2 separate regions of the Mus musculus genome follow, and region 2 is linked to region 1. A link is a contact called in public promoter capture Hi-C data. All regions are on one chromosome and are shown on one strand. The core of a region is the stretch at or near the end of the contact, and the rest is flanking DNA. Distances in the headings are between cores, read along the strand shown.

Evidence for each region. Capture Hi-C pulls out chosen DNA fragments and counts their contacts.
Region 2: a contact with region 1 is called in a promoter capture Hi-C map of adipose tissue. The contact joins the promoter of Sfmbt2 here to the promoter of Itih2 in region 1. A contact is called at or near these places in 2 of 39 promoter capture datasets (hippocampal neurons and neutrophils), 2 of 484 Hi-C or Micro-C datasets (embryonic stem cells and muscle stem cells) and 4 of 9 other capture datasets (adipose tissue, embryonic tail, liver and 1 more).

The regions. Positions count from the first base shown.
Region 1 is chr2:10,128,278-10,133,391 of GRCm38.p6, reverse strand. It overlaps Itih2 (inter-alpha trypsin inhibitor, heavy chain 2), which reads left to right and starts at 2,709. Exons shown (of 21, transcript NM_010582.3): 1 at 2,709-2,910; 2 at 4,089-4,163. The coding sequence starts at 2,815.
Region 2 is chr2:10,368,237-10,373,100 of GRCm38.p6, reverse strand. It overlaps Sfmbt2 (Scm-like with four mbt domains 2), which reads right to left and starts at 2,650. Exons shown (of 23, transcript NM_001198808.1): 1 at 2,549-2,650.

The DNA of each region.
Region 1 (5,114 bases), core at 1,460-3,959:
AAGATCTGCTCTTCCAAATCTGAAGCAAAGAAGTGTTGTGGGTAAGTATAGCTAACGATTGTGGAACTCCATCTTTTTGTGCCCAAGTGTCTTCACACCAAAATCTATATTCCCTTGCATGAACATGATTTGCAAACATTATTTACTGAGCATTTAGCAAGTTTGCAAAAAATTTAATTTATTTATTTACTTTTATTATTTTGAATTGCGTATGTGGGGCGTGTGTATGTGCATGTGTGTGTGTGCATGAGTATGAACATGTGAGTGCAGGTGTCTACTGATGCTAGAGGTGTTGGAGCCCTCTGGAAATGGTTTCGAGCAGCTTGCTGTGGGTACTAGAAACCAAACTTGGGTCCTCTGAAAGAGCAGCGAGTGGTCTTAACCACTGAGCGCGCACTTTTCCAACCCCGGTGCCAAGCATCCCAGATACATGACCATATTTAATGGTCTAAAGCTTGATGATGTAGAAGGCGATTAATGTCCTAGCTCAAGCTGTCATAAGTAAAAATACTGTGAGCTGAGCAGATTGAATAATAGAAATTTACTCTTCACGTTCTAAAGGATGAATGTCTAAGATCCAGTTACCATTTGGTTAGCTTCCCATAGGAAGGTCCTTCTCGATCTATGCACTGCTGCTTTCTTATTGAGTCTTCATGGGGAAACTTATAAGGACACAACTCTTACTGGATCACGGACCTCACCCCTCTGACATCATTTAACTGTCATTTTTTTCTTTACTCTTGCTATAGTAGGTGTGGTCTATGAATCTGAGAGGGACACAATTCAGTCTACAGCAATGGGAGATGATGCTTATCCCAGAGTGAGCAAATAGTAGAAGCAGGTGTGACCTAAAAGGACAGATTTTTAACTACTATTGTAAAGGGGAAATTCTAAGTTGCCCCAAAGCTAGACAATCCGATAATCACCATGATGTCTTGGCTATTTATCTGTCTATATGATTTTCTTACAGCTGTCAACACACAGCCTCATTAGTCAGCACAGTGCTTTCATTAGTTGGCAATAATTAGCACACACACATCTACATATCAAAGGTAAATGCTTGGAAAGTGTGCATTCCTACCATTTCATATTGACATCTAGCATTTTATGTGACTAGCTCATGAACCAACTGTCATCTCAAGCTGGCTGCACTGTCTTTGCCTTGGTCCAGGACCTCAGGCTATCTCAAAAGGAGTGTCAGTCTCTGAAGTAGGTCCTTGAGTTCATGCCTTGCTACATTCATCATCTGAGCCACACCCAAAGTGTCCTTTATTAAAAGGGGGTACCATCTGTCCTCTCCCGTTCTATCTCTATTGAGGTCTTTCTGCCTGGAGTGCAGAATCCAGGCTCCTCTGGCCTGATACTTGTGTTCTCATTTGCCTATTCCTTCTTCTTTCCCTCCATCTCCTGACATATTGATATATCCCCTCTTCCTTGGGTCATGCTCATCCTGCTTCCTAAGAGCATTGCTACAATGAGCCTGTAGCAATCACCCCTATCCTTGTAGACCCAGCTAATAAAGCCCCACCTTCTCTCCACGTCTCCAGGTCAGTGGATCCCATCCTTGTACTGCGCATGACCTAGTTTGTCCCTCATCCAGTGCATTTCTGTCCTACTCTGCTACTGTAGTGAGTGATCCCAGGATGATCCCCATGCGTTCTCTTATGGATTTGGTACCCAGTACATAATAAAGCCTCCACTGAGGTGTGCACTATGTGAGTTAAGTCTATTAACTGTCCCCGCTAGGTGCTTAGCTCTCTCCCTTTATTTACCAACGGGCTTGTTGTCCATCTTTTGAAGATATGGATTTTTCATCCTGTTTTCTCTTTAAATCCCTTCCCAGAAGTTAGGACATGGTGTTGTAATAACATAGTAACAATTTTACAATTCATAGTTTGTATTCTCACCGTATGACTCACAAGAATGACGGAACCACTATGCCAACAGAGATGAGGAGCAGCTAGAGGGGGACACTTCAGTTCATGAATATTTTCCCTGAGAAGTGAGCCCTGGTCCCCTGCATCAACCTCCCCTGTTCCTTGCATGTAGCAACTGCCCAGTTATCAAAGTGAGAGGGGAAGAAGGGAACCATGAATTCTCTTTTCAGAGAATCACTCCATTTCTTCTCTTATTTTTTCTAAATGCCTCTTGTTCTCTTTTTAATGTTTTTTGATTAATTTATTTTGTGTGTGTGTGTGTGTTGTATTGATGTGTGTGTGTGTGTGTGTGTGTGTGTGTGTGTGTGACTGTGTGTGTCTGTGCACCAATATGTGGGTGCTGGTAATTGAACCTGGGTCCTCTGCAAGAACAGCCAGTGCTCATAATCACCGAGACATCTCTCCAGCCCTCCTGCTGCTATTTAAACAATTTTTTTTTTTATCTCCAGACACTGTGAGTTTAGCTCTTCTTTCTGGGTTACTTCCTTAATATAGTGCCTTACTTGAACATTTACAGAGGGTGATAATTATCTTCAAGTCTCTCTGATTTTGAGATCAATTAAAATCAACAAAATCAAGGGTAGAGGAATGCACAACCGATCCTGGCCTTGCTGTTTGACCCTGACTCATGCTCACAGCCCAGGAACTGCTCCTGGCCTTGCTGTTTGAATAACCCCAGCTTTCCCTTCCACCCCCACAGCTCAGGTTTGAGTTCCAGAACAAATATTTGTCCTGAATTTGAGCAAAGTTAGTGCTCTTTCTTCTTTTTTCTTCTTTTTAAAACGATCTGCTCTCATCAACAGACAAGTTCCTGCTAACCTGGTTCCGTAGGTGGGGAGTTCTCCCCAGACCATCTGCTCGGGGGAGCTTGGCACAGATGTCCAGCAAAATGCAGCGGCCTGTGTGCCTTCTCATCTGGCTGTTTCTTCTGGAAGCACAAGCCTTCGAAATCCCCATAAACGGAAACTCAGAAGTAAGTACTGTTGCAGGACTCCTTGCTATTGGCCTGGACAAACAGGCTGCAAATGGCTGAATGCCATTCCTAGTCAATGAACTTGCTCTGAAATAGGACAGAAACTTGAGAGAATGTTCTTCCTCCTGCTGCCACGTCCTGATTATGATTATGAAATGCAGCTGCTTACTAAGACATTATCAGATTTTTGTATGAAAGTTAAATCAAATCCGGTGGTCAGATATTTATGTAGCATTTATAGAGCATAGTTGCCCACTCCTTATATAAAATCATATGTAATAACAGACCTATTCCAAACTTCAGTGCCAATTAAGAGGGGTATGTAAACTACCAGGTACCATACATACAGGTACCATACATGGACTAGTACTGCGCAGTGATTGCTAGTCCTGTTAGTTAGAAATAATATTGTTACTCTTTTACTTAGCCATTCTCAAAGCATCATTGTCTTTTATATGTAAGCGAACAATTATTTTTGTAATAAGAACAAATTAAGTATTCTGAAAAAGAAGGCGGCAACAGAGCTGGCAAAATTCAGGAATGACAGCCATGGGTTTCAGCTCTCCACTTGAGACCGTCAGACACCCCAGTATAGCAGAAACTTTTAACTGAGACATTCTGAATATCATATTAGAGCTACTTCTGGGCTGGCAGAGAAACATGTGTTACAGGATTATTTTAGAGAATACCACAGAATGGACTGCACAGAAAAATACTGAAGAAAAAAAAAAACCCAGTATGTTTTCAGGAGAGAAAATCACTCTGCTTAGAAACTATCATATTTTCCAACACTTTGGAAACCACAAGAAAGTGTCAGAAATCTCACATTGAGGGTAAAACACCCAAACATGTTAGTCTTTTTCTGGTAATTTCTAAGCAGCCCTTTTTTCATACATTTGTTGATTAAGTCCCCCTAAATCCATCCAGGTACTCTCCTGGGAACCTTTTATCATCTGATTACATAGCTGCCCTATCACGTTCAGGCAAGCTCAAACCTGAATTCTCACACCCAACAAATTTGAGACTTCACTAGCAAATATACATATTAAAGAAATTGTTGTATCAAAAATAAGATAATCTAACAACAGAGGAATGAATATAAAGAAATAGTATAATGAATGCCTCTTTACAGTAGATGACTTTTAAAAGAAATGAGCATCCACAATTATCTTTTTTAGTTTGCAGAATACAGTGATCTTGTGGAACTGGCCCCAGATAAACTCCCATTTGTGCAAGAGAATGGAAGACATCAGGTAGAGTAAACTCAATTCCAAATGGTGAAAGTAAGTGTAAGAGACCATGAATGGAGACAAGATAAAAGATGACTCTATTTTCTTAAAAATTTGTGCCTTTTTTTCCTAATGGAGAGTAGTCCAATACTGTTACAGTCATGTAGAATATTATCAAGGTGTTGTACATAGGGACTTTGACATTGTTTTCCAGAAGTTTCTACCGGTAAAGGGCACTTAGTAAAATCACCCATTCTCCTTCCTCTGGCTATTTTGTCAAAGGGAGCAGCTTGGAGAAACTTTGGTCCAAAGAACTAGACATCTTGGAAGCTGCTGAGATGACCTGGGAAATCTCCTATTTTGTGGGGGAGGGAGAGCTCTGCTGTGCCAACAAGGGTTTGGCTTCTCTCACACAGAGCCCACATACTGAGAAAAGGGGTGTTTATGGAAGTAACGCTAAGCTGAGAGAAAACTGGCTTTGTCTGGCTATGAATGTTTGACTTTCTAAAGTCCAGCTTTTATAGATTAGAAACCCAGTAGGCCGGACTTTGTATCATGTCTCTGGAGAGAAAACTTAGCCATTAACCACTGTGTCAAAACATCTAAAAGAGCTGAGTATGGTGATGCGTATAATCACGGCACTCTGGAGGCTGAGGCAGGAGGATTATTACAAAGTTGGGGCCAGCTGGAACTACCTGGAAAACTCCAGGTCAGCTCAGAAACAGAGTATCTCAAGGATTGCAAAAAGGCAGTCCTGACCTGTGTCACACAGCATCCATTAAAATATCATCTGATCCAAAATTTGCTCACACACAACCTTGGACATTTCTTTGTAATCCCTCAGACAGTAAGTGTTTACCCATGCCTCTTAACCTAACGGTTACCTTTCAAAAGTAAGGTGGAAATCTTTGTCTATGCTCACCGGTCTCATGTGGCTAATCTAACGTGGTAGCTAAGGGCATAGAGCTTTCAAGG
Region 2 (4,864 bases), core at 1,401-3,900, 240 kb before region 1:
GGAGACGCGGGAACCCGGGGTAGGTGGCAGAGGAGGCTGCGCCGCTAAAGCGAGTGCATAAACGAGGAAGGTGGGCGGCGGGGAGGGAACAGACTGCACCCGGAGGAGGACGAGGTCACTTTGCAACTCCGGACAGACTCCCGCAAGGCCTGGCTTTTCAGAGCCGGGAGTCGGGGGGAAGGGGGTGGGGAATGAGAAAAAATGACAACCCAGAGCGCAGAGAGGAGTTAGAGGCTTCGCTCAAGTGCTTCTCATTTCCTCTCCAGCCTCTGCGCTTCGGTTTTTCTCCTCCTTCCTCCCCAACCCCCCGCCTCCCCCCTCCACCCAGACTGGCTCGAGCTTCCTTCTTTAAAAAAAAAAAACTAAACTGGGAAAAAAAAAAAAAAAAAAAAAAAGACGCCTTTCGGCACACTCAACCTGCGGGCCAGAGATCTGCTCGCGGGCCGGGTTGGACGAGGGGACCGTGTCTGGGGCGGCGTCCTACCTGATTAAGTTTGTCCTGCCAGGAATGGTGGAACCTGGCCCCCGGGGGCGACCGGAGTGGGCGCGGGTCCGGCTCACCCGCCCTCTCTTGCTCGCTCGCTCTCTACCCGCCGCCTCCCTAGCGCGCCCGCTCGGGTCCTCCAGCTCCCACTACAGCCTCATTCCAATATGGCATCCTCTCTATGCGCATGCCCGGCACTCTTTTTTAAGATTTCTCTCTTTCTCTGTAGAGCGAACTCCTTCAACGACCTTTTTCCAATGCTCGCAAAATGTCTCGAGCCAATTAGCCTGCTCTTCGTGGTAGACTCCTTCTCCCGCCCACAAGGTGACACTCTCCCCCCGCCCACCGCCCCCCCCCGCCTCCCCCCGCCTCTCCCCCCTCCCCCCGCCCAGGCATAGGTAGACACCTCCCCCAGTGAGCACGGACCTCGCCACGAGGACCCCTGGGGCGGTTCCCTTCCCTCCTTTCCTTCAACTCCCTCCACAAGTGATCCGTAGAAAGTTCACACCGCAAGCGTACCCGAACACCCATTTGCCCCGACAACTGGACTCACACCCCAATTTCTCAGCTGTTGTTTGTTTTCTAGGTTTGCAATCCCCTGGTCTACCTAGAGCATAATCTCGTGCTTTACCCGTCCAAGAGTTTTTGAAGTGAGGAGAATGGGGGACCCTAAAAACAAAATCGAAGGTCCCGTCTGGTCTACCCCACCCTGTACTTTAATTGTGCTTTTATATGAAGACTCTCAAAAAAAAAAAAATCTGTTCTTGGGGGAGAGAAGAAGAGGTTTTCTTTGGGCCCGTACCACACCCAAAAATGCTGGGAGTTAAGTTTGGACTGCCGGGGATCTACCAGCTGCAATCTACAGGAATGCGAGTGACGAAGCTCGCTGGGCTTCTGGTGGGACACCTGGCCAGGACAGGTTCCCGTAGGGTGGGGTTTCCCTGGCCCATATCAAGAAAAACCAGGTCCTTCATGATCTATAGGAATGGAGCGGAAGATCCGCCCAATCTGATCTGCGGGGTCTACCCGCACTTTTTCACGGGCGTGGCGCAAGGGCTAATGAGCTTCCCGGGCCTTGGGCGCAATGGTGGTACGGAACACAAACGAAATGTCCCCTATACAGAAAAGCTGGAGATGCCCAGGTAGACAAAACTCACCGTTTATGAAGCTGGGAAGCAGTAGAGCGAATATAGAGCTGGTTCTATCGACTAGGAAACAGAAGACACAATTGCTCAAGGTCTTTGCCTTTACAACCCCGACTTCAAAAAAAAAAAAAAATCTTCCACTCCGTAGTCTTCTATTGCCCACCTATCCCTTACACCACTCTCCGAAAAAACAACTACATACTGAGATTTTTAGTCACCCTCCCTGATCCTAACATCCCAGCGAAATTCCCACACGTGGTTCCCTAGGGAGTGGTGAGGGCTAGGAACCGCCAATAGAGTGACGGGGCCAGAGGCTAACTTTGCGCGGGAGACATCACCAACTATGAGGCTTTAGGTCATCTGGAAGAATCTAGAAGGGAGAAGCGCAGAAATGGCTCTCGCCATTATTGGGCCTCAGGGGTGGGGGGTGGGAGGGAATGGTGGGCGAAAGTCAGAGATTCGGAAAGCGTGGTGGAAGTTACAAAAGACTGAGCCCTGCCAGTCTGAGAATATTTCCTTCACATTTTAGAGAATTCTTTAGCTCTAAAGCGTCTCGCCTTGCCCATACACCTCCGTTTAGTACAGAGCCATCTAAGACCCTGAAGGCCCCAGTCATTCGCTTATCAGTATTCTCTGAGGTTCACACTTTTATCACCCGCCGGAGTTTGCCACTCCCGAAGCTAGCTTCCCGGTGTCCAACTCTTAGGAACACCAATGTATTTTTTGAGCTCATCATCCTTAAGGTCGGAGACTCCTGACGGCAGAAACTTCTCAAAAATAAATTAATCCCGTCCCTGAACATTATTCATCCCATCTACACCCGCAACTGCTTCTTTTATTAACCCAAGGTGGTCTCAGGTGAAGAATCCGAGGATTCCAGAGTGTATGTCCAGGTTTAGGTCTCAAAGTCCCAACTTACCTCTTCTCACTCCTTCAACTCGCAGCTGATCCTTCAGAAAGAGGTGGGAAAGAGGCTCAAAGTCACCTTTAGAGGCTTAGACCCACAAGACCCAACCTGCGCTTCCGTCCAGGGGAGTGGTCAGGGTCCTGTCCTTCCCCCTTCCCTCCCTCCTCCCCCCAATAACCAAGCGCAAAGCACTCTTAGACCGGAATAGCTCTCAACTCACACTAGGTTGTCCAACCCAACTCTCCAAAGCCTCAGGTTGTGGTTGCGTTGGACGCCTTAGGCAGCAGAACTCCTTTGTGCGTCCTAGACCGCCCACCTAGCTCCCAGCTTCCCTACCAGGACTTCCGGGCAGCTCCCCTTTGGAAGGAAATAGAATTTTATCAGTCCACCAGCCACGAGGCTTGAGTTGTAACCTACCAACGCGGTAAGGGTTGCGGGTCTATTTCCTGGTTTAAAGTTACGATTGCCCACTGAACGTTGTTCCATCAAAATTTTTAAACACACACCTGATTATCTTACCTGATTCGACAAAGTAATTAAGCAATCTCTATATGGTTGATATTCAGACCCACATTATGTAATTCTGCCCAAGGATCTATAGCAAATGGCGCGGAGTTCCACCCACCCATTCATTCATTCATTCATTTGTGTATTTATCTATCTACCTGTCATGATTAAGAAATAAAAAACATTGCGCTGTCACTGCACGTAGTGGCCGCACTGTTTACACAAATTACTCCAATGATGTCTACAGCAAACGGTCTCCAAGTTCAATATCCTTTACTTTTAATTCACTCTTGGCACATGGCTTTTCTTATGTCCTTTGGCTTTTCTTTGTGATCGTTGCTCCTGCTGCTGTTGTTGTTTTGTTTTTTGTTTCTTTTTAACCCACCTCCCACTTTTATCCCAGGGCACCCAAAAGGCAATGAAAAGTGGCTAGCAGGTTCCCTCCGAAGTTAAAGGTACTCCTTCGTCCCGTTCCAATGCCGTCTAATTTCCACTTTCATTTCACAACCAGACCCTTTAGGGATGTGTGACTCCAAATGCGGGACCCACTCCAAATCAATAAAACAGTAACCACTGCCAAGAAATAAAGAAGTAGAGAAAGCAGAGACTGCCTTTCCAAAGACAAAATGCACTCCAACTCAGGAGAAGTCATGTTCAGTCTCACGATTAATAGTACTAAGTGATTCACTAAAAAATAATTAACACTTTCTGAAAAATCTCCCTTCAAATAAGTCTCTGATAGCACTGACTATATATGCTCTTGCATTCCTAAATTCTGGCTAAGCCATTCATTTCACCACTGTGTTAAAAAGTAATTAAATTAGTTTTGTTAACTGTAAGATATGTATATGCTCTTCCATTTCTCTAATGTCACAGAAAAAAATTAGAAAAGTTCACAGAGGAAAAGTTTCTCCTTTATATTCTGTAAATTCCTAAGAATCATGTCATGAGAACTTACAAGGTTAAAAAAAAAAACTGTGTGTTTATATTTATATTAGAGGCATGTAGTGGTTTAAATCTTGTTGCGTTATAAGTAATAAATAAGTGTTGTGTATTTGTTGAGCCGCATGTAGTCATTTTTTTTTACATGCTCATTTCCTTCAAAAGCAAGGAAGAATCCACTTTCCACAGACTCTTTGTATCTAAATATTTCTTAAAGATGCAGGTCATGGAAGCTTACATACAAGCAGGAGAGCTAACAGCCAAAACCAATATTTGACAAATGTGTGCAATCTTCTCTTTCCAAGGACCTTTACCCCAAAACTTGTTTCCTCTTAGACCACATAAGAGAACACTCTATTAGCCTTCTAACTCACCAAGTCTACATTCTCTCCTCTTCTCTCTCTCTCTCTCTCTCTCTCTCTCTCTCTCTCTCTCTCTCTCTCTCTCTCTCTCTCTCTTTCTCTCTCTCTCTCTCTCTCTCCTTTTTCAGTCCTTTGTCAACATTACAGTTCTTGGCCAAAGTACTAGGAATCAAGAGACCTTGGTCCCTGCTTTATCATTACTTATCTGTGTTACCTCTGGGAGTCCAGCGGCTTCTCTCTCTAACTGCGTTTCCCCCTGTAGTTAAAATAAACACACCGGGTTAGGGTTGGATGTTCCTAAAAGTCTTTTATGACTCCAAAGATTATCTAGTGGTCTGCTTTACCCCATAGCCACAAATTGCTTTCTGTAATATTCTGACACTATCACTACCAGTTCCACACAGTTGGGCAAAGCATAAACTCCGGGGCCACAGAAAGAGAGAAAAGAAAAATCAAGTGAACAGATCTATAGGCTCTTCTTCACCTGACTATCCTGGGAAGTTATTCTTTGGATCAT